Linked DNA regions of Canis lupus: region 2 is linked to region 1. The links are chromatin contacts, called in public Hi-C maps. All regions are on one chromosome and are shown on one strand. Each heading gives the region's core, a stretch centred on a gene start, on an enhancer-like site or on the middle of the called end of the contact. The rest is flanking DNA. Distances are from core to core; before and after follow the strand shown. Region 1 holds the start of FOXN2 (forkhead box protein N2). Region 2 has its middle 24 kb from the start of PPP1R21.

What was found. A called contact is a pair of places that touch in the nucleus more often than the background predicts.
Region 2: a contact with region 1 is called in a Hi-C map of blood, with 2.6 times the contacts expected there. The contact joins the enhancer-like site here to the promoter of FOXN2 in region 1. A contact is called at or near these places in 6 of 9 Hi-C or Micro-C datasets (amygdala, blood, skin fibroblasts and 1 more).

What each region holds. Positions count from the first base shown.
Region 1 is chr10:51,277,589-51,282,878 of UU_Cfam_GSD_1.0, reverse strand. It overlaps FOXN2 (forkhead box protein N2), which reads right to left and starts at 2,717. Exons shown (of 6, transcript XM_038551240.1): 1 at 2,571-2,717. It overlaps LOC111097744 (a long non-coding RNA gene), which reads left to right and starts at 2,836. Exons shown (of 4, transcript XR_005365954.1): 1 at 2,836-2,964; 2 at 3,372-3,414.
Region 2 is chr10:51,378,500-51,383,789 of UU_Cfam_GSD_1.0, reverse strand. No RefSeq gene overlaps it. Among named protein-coding and RNA genes, the nearest start is that of PPP1R21, 24 kb to the left of the region's middle. Within about 2 kb of position 2,074, at least 7 of the 20 cell types and tissues checked have an H3K27ac peak or open chromatin away from gene starts, as enhancers often do. A contact at or near this core is called in blood, where this site is marked.

The DNA of each region.
Region 1 (5,290 bases), core at 1,468-3,967:
TATCTTTTCTGTACTGAATCCTCTCCAAATCTTTTTATCTATTAACTTCATTGATTGAGAACTGTTGTTATGGCATAACTAAATTCTCATAAACGGTGCTGCTATAACTTCTCTACATAATTGTTTCAAACCTTCTAAATGTTTCCTGTGGTTTAGCACCCTCCAAGTAAAACTGATTTAAAAAAAAACATGTTACAGAAATAATTCAAATCCACCAAAGCATTTACAAAACGAAACATGCCTTAGTATGCAGAGATTACACCTAAATTCTAAAATTTTCCAAACTCTCCAAAAGCTTGGATTTTTAAAAAAATCTTCAACCCTTTGACTCTTTGCTTTCATGTATTCTCAAAATTAAATTTCGTTCCTTAAAAGAAAATCTGTTCATGTTAACAGTCACATTAAACATGAATACTTTTCCAAAAATGAGTTTAAGAAAGTGCACACAAACCAAACTTTTTTTTTTTTTTTTTTTTTTTTAACCAAACAAGTATTTATTTCATCCCTAAACAAGTATTTTCAGTCATATCTTCTCAGGTCACAATTTTTATGGAAGAAGAAAAAAAATAAGACTTCTATAAAACTCAAAAAAAGAAATACTCCAGAACGTGATGATTTCTTCTTGCGTTAGAACCTCTCACTGATGCTTCTGAAATACAAACGGCTTTTTTTTTTTTTTTCCCAGAGTTGAGGAACTTCATAATGTACTACTCTCTTCCCCCACCACTCTTTAATGATACCTAACACTGCTGAGATTTTAGGGATGAATCATCAAAACAGCGGAGGAAGGCAAAAAACGTCCATATATACACGGACGGCAAGGAAACAAAGTCTTAAAATGCGGAACAGAGACAGACATGAACAAGTTCAGTTCTTTCCACTTCCTCATCTCAGAAAACGCCAAAGTAAGTGTGGATGCAAGGCTACAGCACGATCACAAAGCCCCTGGTACCCAGGAAGCCTCAGACCGAGCGGCGCTAGGGCAACTCTCACACTCGGGCGGCCACGTGGCTGTCACAATCAGAAGGCAGGCAGGAGAGACCGCACTAACTAACCTGGAAACAAATAACTGCCCCCCTCCCTCCACCCCGGAGTCGCGGCAGAAGAGGCGCTGTGCCGTTTCTCTGCACGCCAAGACTTTTTTCCCCCCCTTTCCTGTAAGGTAAAGTACAGAGGCTGCCTTAAAGAGACTTTCAAGCAGAAATCGGGTCCACGAAGAGCCCGAGAGTGCACCCCCACTGAAGTCGCTACGCCCACTCCAGCGACCGGAGGTGGGAACGGAGGCATTTCGCAAAGGTGGAGCTGCAGGAGCGTGGAGGGTGGAGGGTGGAGGGTAGAGGGTGGAGGGTGGAGGGTGGAGGGTGGAGGGTGGAGGGTGCAGGGGCGCGCACACGGGCGGCTTTCCCCTGCCTCCCACCGGCCGCCGGGGTTTCAGACTCGCGGCTGCGGCTGCGGCGAGGCCAACCCCGCGGGCGGAGGGCCTCGCACACGCCCCCACGGCCCGCCCCCCGCCCCAGGCAGAAGACCGAGGGGCAGAGGTACCCACGGGCCCCAGCGGCGGCGAACAGGAAGTGGCCGTACAGCGGCGCAGAAAAACCCTAACTCCCCCCGCCCCCCGACGGGCGCCCGCGGGGGAGGGGCCAGGGGCCGGGGCGCCCCCCACATCCGGGACCCGCCCCTGTGCCCCGAGCCCCGCCGCCCGGGGGGCTGCAAGTGGCCTGCGCGCAGCGTCCGTCCGGCGCCTCCCCGGGCGCGCCTCGGCGGGGCCCAGCCGGGCCGCCCTCCACGCCCGGCACGTCGCGCTCCACTCGGCGGGGGCGGGGGCGGGGGCGGGGGCGCTGCACACGCTCCCGAGGGGCTCGGGGCACTTCCTCCGACAGCAGCCTGGCCCCGAGCGGAGCCTCGCCGGGCCGCCGGCACCCGCCCCCGGGCAGTCCCTGCCGCTCGCCAACAACTCCGAACTCCTCACGGGGCCGCCCCCACGCCCCGGAGCCCACACGGGACCCACGCCGCGCGCCGGGGACAGCGCGCCCCCCTCCCCGCCCCGTGCCGGCGCCAATTCCTCACAGGACAAAAATGTCCGGGCGCGTCACGGGACGGCCGCCTCCGCGCCCCACGCCGGCCGCCGGCCGCCGGCCGCCGCCGCACGCGCTGCCTCCGCCCCGGGAGCCGCGGCGCGGGCCGGGGCGGGGAGCGCGGACGCCCGGCGGCGCCGGCCCCGCAGGGCGCCACTCCGCGCGGGACTCACCGTCTGCTCGGCCGCCGCGGCGGGGAGGCGAGGGGCGGGCAGGGGAGGACACAATATGGCAGAGCCCCGCAGCTGCTCCCGGCGGCTTCCAGCAGCCGCCTCCGGGAAGACGCGGCAAAGAGCAGGCAGCGGCAGCTGCGGTGGCGGCCGCGGCAGCACCACATCCCCCTCCCGCTCGCTTCCTCCCCCTCCCGGCACCCTCCCCCGCTGCCATGGCAACGCGGCGCCGAGGCGATTAGCCCCGCCCCCCGCGGTCCCCGCCCCCCCCGCGGCCCCTCGGGAGGGGCTCGGTCCGCCCCTCGGTGCCCCGCCCACCTCCTACCTAAGGGCCGGCGCGGGGCCTCGCAGGCGGCTCGGGACGGCTGGCGAGGAAGGAAGGGAGATGCGGTGTCCGGAAGGGCGGGGTTCGCACGGAAGGCAGGGCGGAGGCGCTGTGTGGGCCCGGGCCGGGTTCGGGCTGAGGAGAGGCTGGGAAGGCGGGAAAAATGGAAAGGCCTCGCCTGTCCCGGAAGGGCCTATCGGAGCGCGGCGGGGCGCGGCGCGGCCGCTGAGTGGCCGGGGAGGCCCGGGGGCGGGGCTAGGGCGGCCTCCCCGGCGGCGCGGCCGGCGCGTCCTGGCGCGGGGACTGCGGCGGGGCCCCTCGACAGCCCGGGCTCCTGTGGGGGCCCCCGGGAGCCTTCCGCCATTGCCCGGGCTTTGAAAGCGCTGTCGAAACGGTAAAGCGTGAGTGTGAACTTCATATTGCACTCGCTTGACTGGAATTTTAAGAAGAAACTGAGCTTAGCGTGTTTGTGGTAAAGAAAAAAAAAAAGACTCTGGAATCAGACCCAAAATTTAATAAGCATCGCATTTCCTGAGGCCTCACTAAGTGCTAGGGACCGAGCTAAATTCTTTACGTGCATTGTGATAACCATGATGCTAAGATAGCGTTGCCAGATAAAACACAGGAGTGTCCAATTATATCAGAATTTCAGGTAAAAAAATTTTTTTTCAGGTAAATGTAGAATATTTTTTTAATATAAGAATGTTCCATTTGGAGATACACTTCCTGTTTTTTTTTTTTTTTTCTTTTTTGCTAAATCTGCAAACCCTACCCTAACTCTTACAAATTCCCACTTTACAGATAAGGAAACCGAGGCTTAGGAAATTAACCTGACAAATACAAGGTAAGTGGCAGAACTAAGGCTCTATTTTACAAAAATTATGATTCTGATCACTAAATTTCTGAGTATCTATATTATCCACATCTTCAAAAACTAGAGTAATGATCCCTGTCACTAATGTGCTGAATGGATGGAGAGAAAAGGTATGTGAAAGAGACATGCATAGTGGCTGGTGTCATAGGAGGCTCACTTTCTTCCAGAACAATGAATGTTAGCTGAATATTTACTATGTGCCAGGCCATGAGTATAAAGTGAGCTGATTATGAAACGAGCTGCCTACTGACAATAAAACAAGTCAAGCTGTGGAGATGACAGAGACATAGAAGAATTCTAGGCATCAGAATGTATAAAAACAAAAATGGAAGTGTTCAACCCTCATTCCACAGAGGAAAATGTTGTGTCTATAGGATTTGTCCAAAATCAGCTACTAGTTCCATTTATTTCTCATTACACCGTCCTGAAGGTCCTCATGACTGCATTTGGAGTAAGAGGCCACCCGGCAAAGATACAGTAAGCTTCAATTAAAACAAGAGTTGCTTCATTTTCTCCCTTCAGAGCAATCACTGTTACCCCCTCATGTGGACAAGTTGAAGGACGTTCCTAGAGGAAGAATATAGTAGAATTACTAGTTTTCAGAACTACTAGAATATAGTACTAGAATATAGTAGTTTTTTTTTTGTTTTTTTTTTTTTTTTTTTACCACAAACACGCTAGGGAGAAAGGAAGACTGACAGGAGGTGGCTTGTGAAGAGCCACAGCCTCTTCCTACCTTAGTTTTGCTTTATCTCTAGTGGCCATGGTGATCACTAGTATAATATAGGTCTTCCTCTCCCTACAGGTTATTGTAATAGTATCTTATTTGATATATTGAACTTTAGTTTCTATTTTTCCTTCTAATCAGTTTTAAACTCAGGTGACCAAACAGTCCTCCTCAACTCTAGAAGAATCCCAGAATTTGAAATCTGGAATGAATATATACTTTAAAGATAGGTCATCTAGGAGCCCAGTTTATCATGGATGCAAAAACAAATCCAGAACAGTCATGTAACTTGTCCAAGGTCAAGTAATGAATGTACTGCATTAGCATCCACTAAGATCTCTCTGCTGGGCCTCTCTACTGAGTAGAGAGGCTGGGAACATTTAAATAATCGCTGTGGATAAGGCTGAGGTCTCTTGGGAAATCTGTCACACTTAGTTTAGAGTCCAGGGACACTTGTATACTTAAAGGCTATTTTAGAGGACTTTGAACGCCTATCAAGGAAAAGCTCTGATTAAAACTAATGATGATTCAGAGTGAGTAGCTTTCCCCAGGAGTTTACAAGAGTAAAAAGGCTATGAAAACAAAGCTGAACTCTTTAGGAAAAAGAGGATCCTGGCATTTAAGATCTCTTGTGAAGTGTGTATTCTTCATTCTCCAAAATACTTTAAAGGAACATATTCACTAATAAACTTTACTGGAAGACAAATGCATTAGAAAATATATTGTTTGAAATGCCTTTGTATTTAGGCTGAAAAGTGATAGGAATGCAAATATACATGTTTTCAGTTCAATGTATTTAACACTCTATTGCATATATTTAACAAAGACTCTTTGATCATAGCTTGGTGATTCTAAAAACAACCAGTTTGCCAATACGGAAATGTAGGCTTCAAGCCCCTTGAGGTCAATGACCATATCTTTTTCATCCTTACAGTTTAATTTCTTGGAACAGTTTTCAGGACAAAGGTGATGGTGAATAATATACGCTGATAAAAGAAGTAACTTTTCTCAAATTACAAGATACCAGGACTAAGATATAACGATCCTAAGTACTGGTATGCCAGTTGGGCTAAAAAGTTAGAATTGTGAATGAGAGTCTAAATTTTTTTTCCTTTGAGG
Region 2 (5,290 bases), core at 825-3,324, 100 kb before region 1:
GCGTCTACCTCTGGCTCAGGTTGTGATCCTGGCATCCTGGGATCGAGTCCCACATCAGGCTCCCCGCTGGGAGCCTGCTTCTCCCTCAGCCTGTGTCTCTGCCTCTCTCTCTATATATATATCTCTCATGAATAAGTAAATAAAATCTTTAAAAAATATATGGTTCAAATGCTCATGTGCTTGTGAAGGATCTGAAAGTGTTCTCACTCTTAGTCTAGGGGGTGTTTGCACAGGTGTACTCATTGAAAGGTTCTTCAAGCTGTACAATGCACATTTGTGCACCTCACTGGATATATGTATATACCTATTGATTGGCCATCTTGACTCGCTTTACCATGTCAATGACAGAACACAGACCCCCTTCCTTAGACCGAGCCCTCATTTCCAGGTGGGAGAAGAAGCCATTAGTTTTGGGCTAGAACAGACAGAGGGAAGGGTAGTAGACAGAACATGAACAACCTGTCAACTTTACCCACTAGTTTGCTATTGAAAATTCACGTGGCTGGGGTTATCTGTAACATCCAAACCTTTCAACTTAAGTAACACCTTAAAGTGTATGTGATGTGAGGAACCCTGTGTTGGTGGCTGGCCTACAACACAAGATTCAGGGAACCCAAATTTATCTCTTATCAAAGTGATGCGGGACCATCCCAAGACACCATTTTTTATAACACCATAAGCCTCTGTCATCAGCCTCGTGGTCCACCTGTCCCAGAGAAAATGGACTTTTTTGGTCCTTCACATTGCCTCCCACCCCACCGGGTGGCTTCACTTCTCCTCCAAGGCAGAGCACATGTGCACCTCTTCCACAGAGATTTCAGCACAGCATTTGTAGCCACAGACCCATAAACTGCTCCAGATGGATCATGAAGTCCAAACCCCACCTACACCGCAAAATCCAGCTGTTACTTACTCAAGTGCAGTCTTGGATTGTTCCTTACACTTACTAGGTTTGTGTTCCCAGTTATCCTGGAAGTGTGAGTTCAGGAGCTGACCTAGCCAGGGCTGGATTCCTGGGGGCATGAAGGGATAGTTTCTCATCTTAGATACTGATCCCCACCCCAAAAAGCAAAGAATAGATGACTGCCTTTCATGCTCTCATTCTGAGGAGAGTATTCATTCATCTCCACCAGTTGGTCTGTCTGTAAAAGAACCAGAAGAGAGAATGTGTGTGCATGCACACGCACATATGTGCCTGTGTGTAGCTGTGTCGGTTTTGAGGCTATAAACATATTAATAACTATAATTTACTAGATGCCCATTGGGCACCAATAACTTGATACTCTCATTGAATCCTCACAACAGCTCAGTGAGGAAAATGTTGTTATGGATTTGCTGATTAAAAAATCTGTTACAGGCTAGTTGTGGGAATGACATATGAGACTTCATTTTCTCTTTGGAGATGTTTGACGATTTTTATAGCTAGGCCATATTTTTTTTACACTTAATTACTTTTTTAAAAGTTCTATTTATTTAACTAATCTCTATACCCAACATGGGGCTGGAACTCACAATCCCAAGATCAAGAGTCGCTCCTCTACTTTATCACTTTCATGAGATTACACTGGCTGTAATTCAGACTAAGTTATTTGTGATGATCAAGCTTAATAAGACAAATACTAATGCATTTCTGCATTTAAACATTTTTAATGAATGGTGATATTATTCGTGAATAACTCTACACCAAATGATTTTACTAAAATTTTATAATTTCATAAAATTATTTGGTCTCATGTGTAATTGCTAGATCATGAAAAAGAAGTTTTGAGCAAAAGACAAAATAATGAAAGTAATAATGTCTGTTACGAATGGGTATTCAGGGTGCTTTGGCAACTGGTCCTCAACTTTCCCTCAACAATAGAGATCATCAAATGCCTCAGTTGCTATCCCAGTACTCAGGGAAGTAGAGAATCACCCAGGGTCACAAGAGTTCAGTCTCTTGATTCTCTTTGTCTACCACTTGTGGGAATAAATGCAGCTGTCTCTGTCCTCAGTGTGGGCGTGAGCTGGGGCCTGGGCTCCTTGCTGTTCAGGTTGGAAATCCCCAGGAAACAGTCATCACAGAAGCAGCACTAAGCCAGGAGCAAAACGAGGATGAATCTTTCTAAAGAAATGCTATTCCAGAGTTCACACTGGGAGTATTGCTGACTGGCCCTCACTTGCTTTCTGGACCTGAGCACATTTCACAACAAAGGGTTTTCTGGGGATGAAGATTCCAAAAAGTAACTCGAAAAGAAGCCTGACAGTCACGGGATGGTCATCAGGTGAATGCCTCACTTAACCACATCCTCAGAAATAATGACACCTTCGCCCCTGTTTGGTTTCTGTCGTCCTGGCAACAGCCCTCTCTAACCAGTGCCTATCCCGGCACCTCTGAGAGAAGACCAGCCAAGGGCTGGCTCGGGAAGTTGGACCAAGGTATCTCCCAGTCTGAAGTGCCTTGAGATTTATCTGGGGAGAAGGTAAAGATTTAACCCCCTGCCCAACAAGGATTGTCCTTATTTGTTTCACACCCCTCTGGGCGGGGGCGGGGGGGTACTGGGGTGTCAAGGAAGTAGGCCATGCCCCTGCCACCCCCTGCCCAGGAAAGGAGTGACGGAATTTTAAGGGGGATTTGTAGTTCCTCAGTTGTTTCACAGATGAGGAAACACACACAGAGCGGTTAAGTTACCTGCCCAAAGTCACAGAGCTGCTGGCTGTCGTCTGCTCCAGCGACCTGCCCCGGAAGATCCGCCACCCGCCGGTTTGCACAGGGCCCCCCGTCCCCCTGATCTGCCCGCGCCAAGCTCATAGGAGACACTGCCGCTTTGTGTCGCCCTCCTTGGCACAAGATGAAATCAGGTGGTCCCCATTCTTCCTGTTCCACTCCGCCAAATCTCACTGCACACACTTCCTGTGCACAAAGCCAGCTCCCCAATTATCTGCTCCAATTAAGGAGTGTGAGATGTGGTTAATTCCGTCGCTCCGGAGGGGTGACCAAGGCGATCGGCGGGCTGGCCATGCTGGCTGCAGGTGCCCTCAGTGCCCTGGCACTCCTCCCCTACCCCCAGATGGCCACTGTGGTTTCCTCACCTCCCCGCTCTCTCCTTCCTCAGTCCCTGGAGTTCCAGAACTGTGCCTTGCTCTCCCTCCCCCTCTGTCAACACAGAGTTCTGGCCTAATTCTGTGTCCTCTGAAAAACTAATGTGTACGGAGTTGTCGGTGGCGGATCACGGATTAACACTCAACTCTCTCAGAGATAATTAGCTCTCAAATGGCAGTGCACATGATGCATCTTCTGCACTTATGCCTAAAGCCTGGCTTGCCACAGATAAATGTAAAAAAAAAAAAAAAAAAGGCCTCTTTTGCTTGACGCATAGACCCCAAACACTCAGCTCTCTACTGCCAGTCCTTTCTGCCTTTTCACACGAAGGCAAAGAAAGCAGATGGAGGCTGAGTGTGTATGAGTTAGGACGACAGACACTGGCAAGACCAATGTCCTCCTCCCCACTTCATGGAACACACTTTATGATCCTGACATGAAATACATAGATAATATGACCTACCTACCACACACCTTCTCAAAAATAAAATCAGCATAATGTCTTGACTGGAAAGATTCAAAGAAGAAATAAAAGGGTGGTAATTTGTAATAAAGCAATATGGATTTCAACATGGAAATGCTTAGGCTCAACTATAATAGAAGATAAAACAAAGGAGTCAGTGTTGTAATTATTGATACACTCACCACGGATGGGACTATAAACTTAGACCAATATAGTGTGTTACACTGCATACAACTAGCTGCCATTGGTGATATAATTTTGCAAATAGTGAACAAATCTTTGTAATGTTCCAAAAAACAGTATAAAAATTTTTTTTTAAAGATTTTACCTATCCAGGGGCACCTGGGTGGCTCAGTTGGTTGAGCGTCTGCCTTCAGCTCAGGTCATGATCCCAGGACCCTGGGATCAAGCCCCTCTAGGATCAAGCCCCACATCAGGCTCCCTGCTCAGCAGAGACCCTGCGTCTCCCTCTCCCTCTGCCTGCCGCTTCCCTTGTCTGTGCTCTCTCTCCCTCTCTCTCACCCTCTCTCTCTCAAATAAATAAATAAAAATCTTTTTAAAAGAAAGATTTTACCTATCCATTTGAGGAGAGATACTGAGCCACCCAGGTACCCTCCAAATTTTCGTTTTACAAGGCAGTCACATTCCTGGAAAAAGTAGGTATATCTGAAACCATGTAAAAAATACATTTATTTGTAAAATGCAATTATGTTTAAGACACAGGTAATCATAAACATTTTGTTGCTGTTGTTTTAAATCTCTATGAATATCTGGGACAAGACATCTCAGGCTCTTGGTAACTAAATACAAGTAGTGCCGTATATTGTGACAATAAAAACACATCTCCCCCCCAAAAAATTTACAAAGTGATCCTAGGGGTACTACTGTGTCCTTCACCCCATAGAAAGTCATTCCATTAGCAATTACCTTTAGCCTTTACTAAGAGAATCCTCAAGTGACAGTAGTTAAACAAATAGGGGTTTGCTTCTCTCTCAAGTAAAACAAAGCTTGGAAGCAGGTAGTGTTGGGCTGGTCTGTTCAAGTCTCCTATCCTTTCTGCTTTAATATCCCTAGTATTGATTTTTCGACCTCAAGTTTGTGGCTGCAGAATGGCTGCTGGAGCTCCAGCTATTGTGTCTGTGATCTGGGTACGAAGAAGAAAGAAGCAAGGAAGTCAGGAAGATGGATAAGGATCCTTTAGGAATGGTTCTGGAAGACCCACCCAGCAGCTCCCTTTCTATCTGTCCTCAAAGCAGGTCTGGAAATAAAATTTTTTAGTTAGAGGCTTTACTGTCTCTAATAATAATATTGGTTCTATAGTAAAGAAGCAGGAGTGAATAGACATTGGGTAGGCAGACAGCCATTCCTGCCATATTGTTTCTTTCACCCACTGACAATATCCGGGGAACCTGCCAAAGCCCCAAATGCAGATTCAGCCCACAGATCCGAAGAGAGGTATTCAACCTTTTGAGTTCTTTGGCTCAGGGTCTCAAGCTTCTAATGGCTTCAATTTTTGCCTGCTATTTCACCCAACGGAACACAGCGGCCTCATTACAATGATCAGTTCTTACTGGACCCTGGTACTGAATGAATCCGGGGACAGTAGATCTAAGCAGGGGCTCAATACCCAAAATCTGCCTGAACTTCTAGTGTGAGAGCATAAGATGACAGTGGTTGTTTCTCACTTTTGATTTTAGTCATTCGAGTATATGTATGTGTGTTTGCTTTACAGAGTTGGTGCCAAC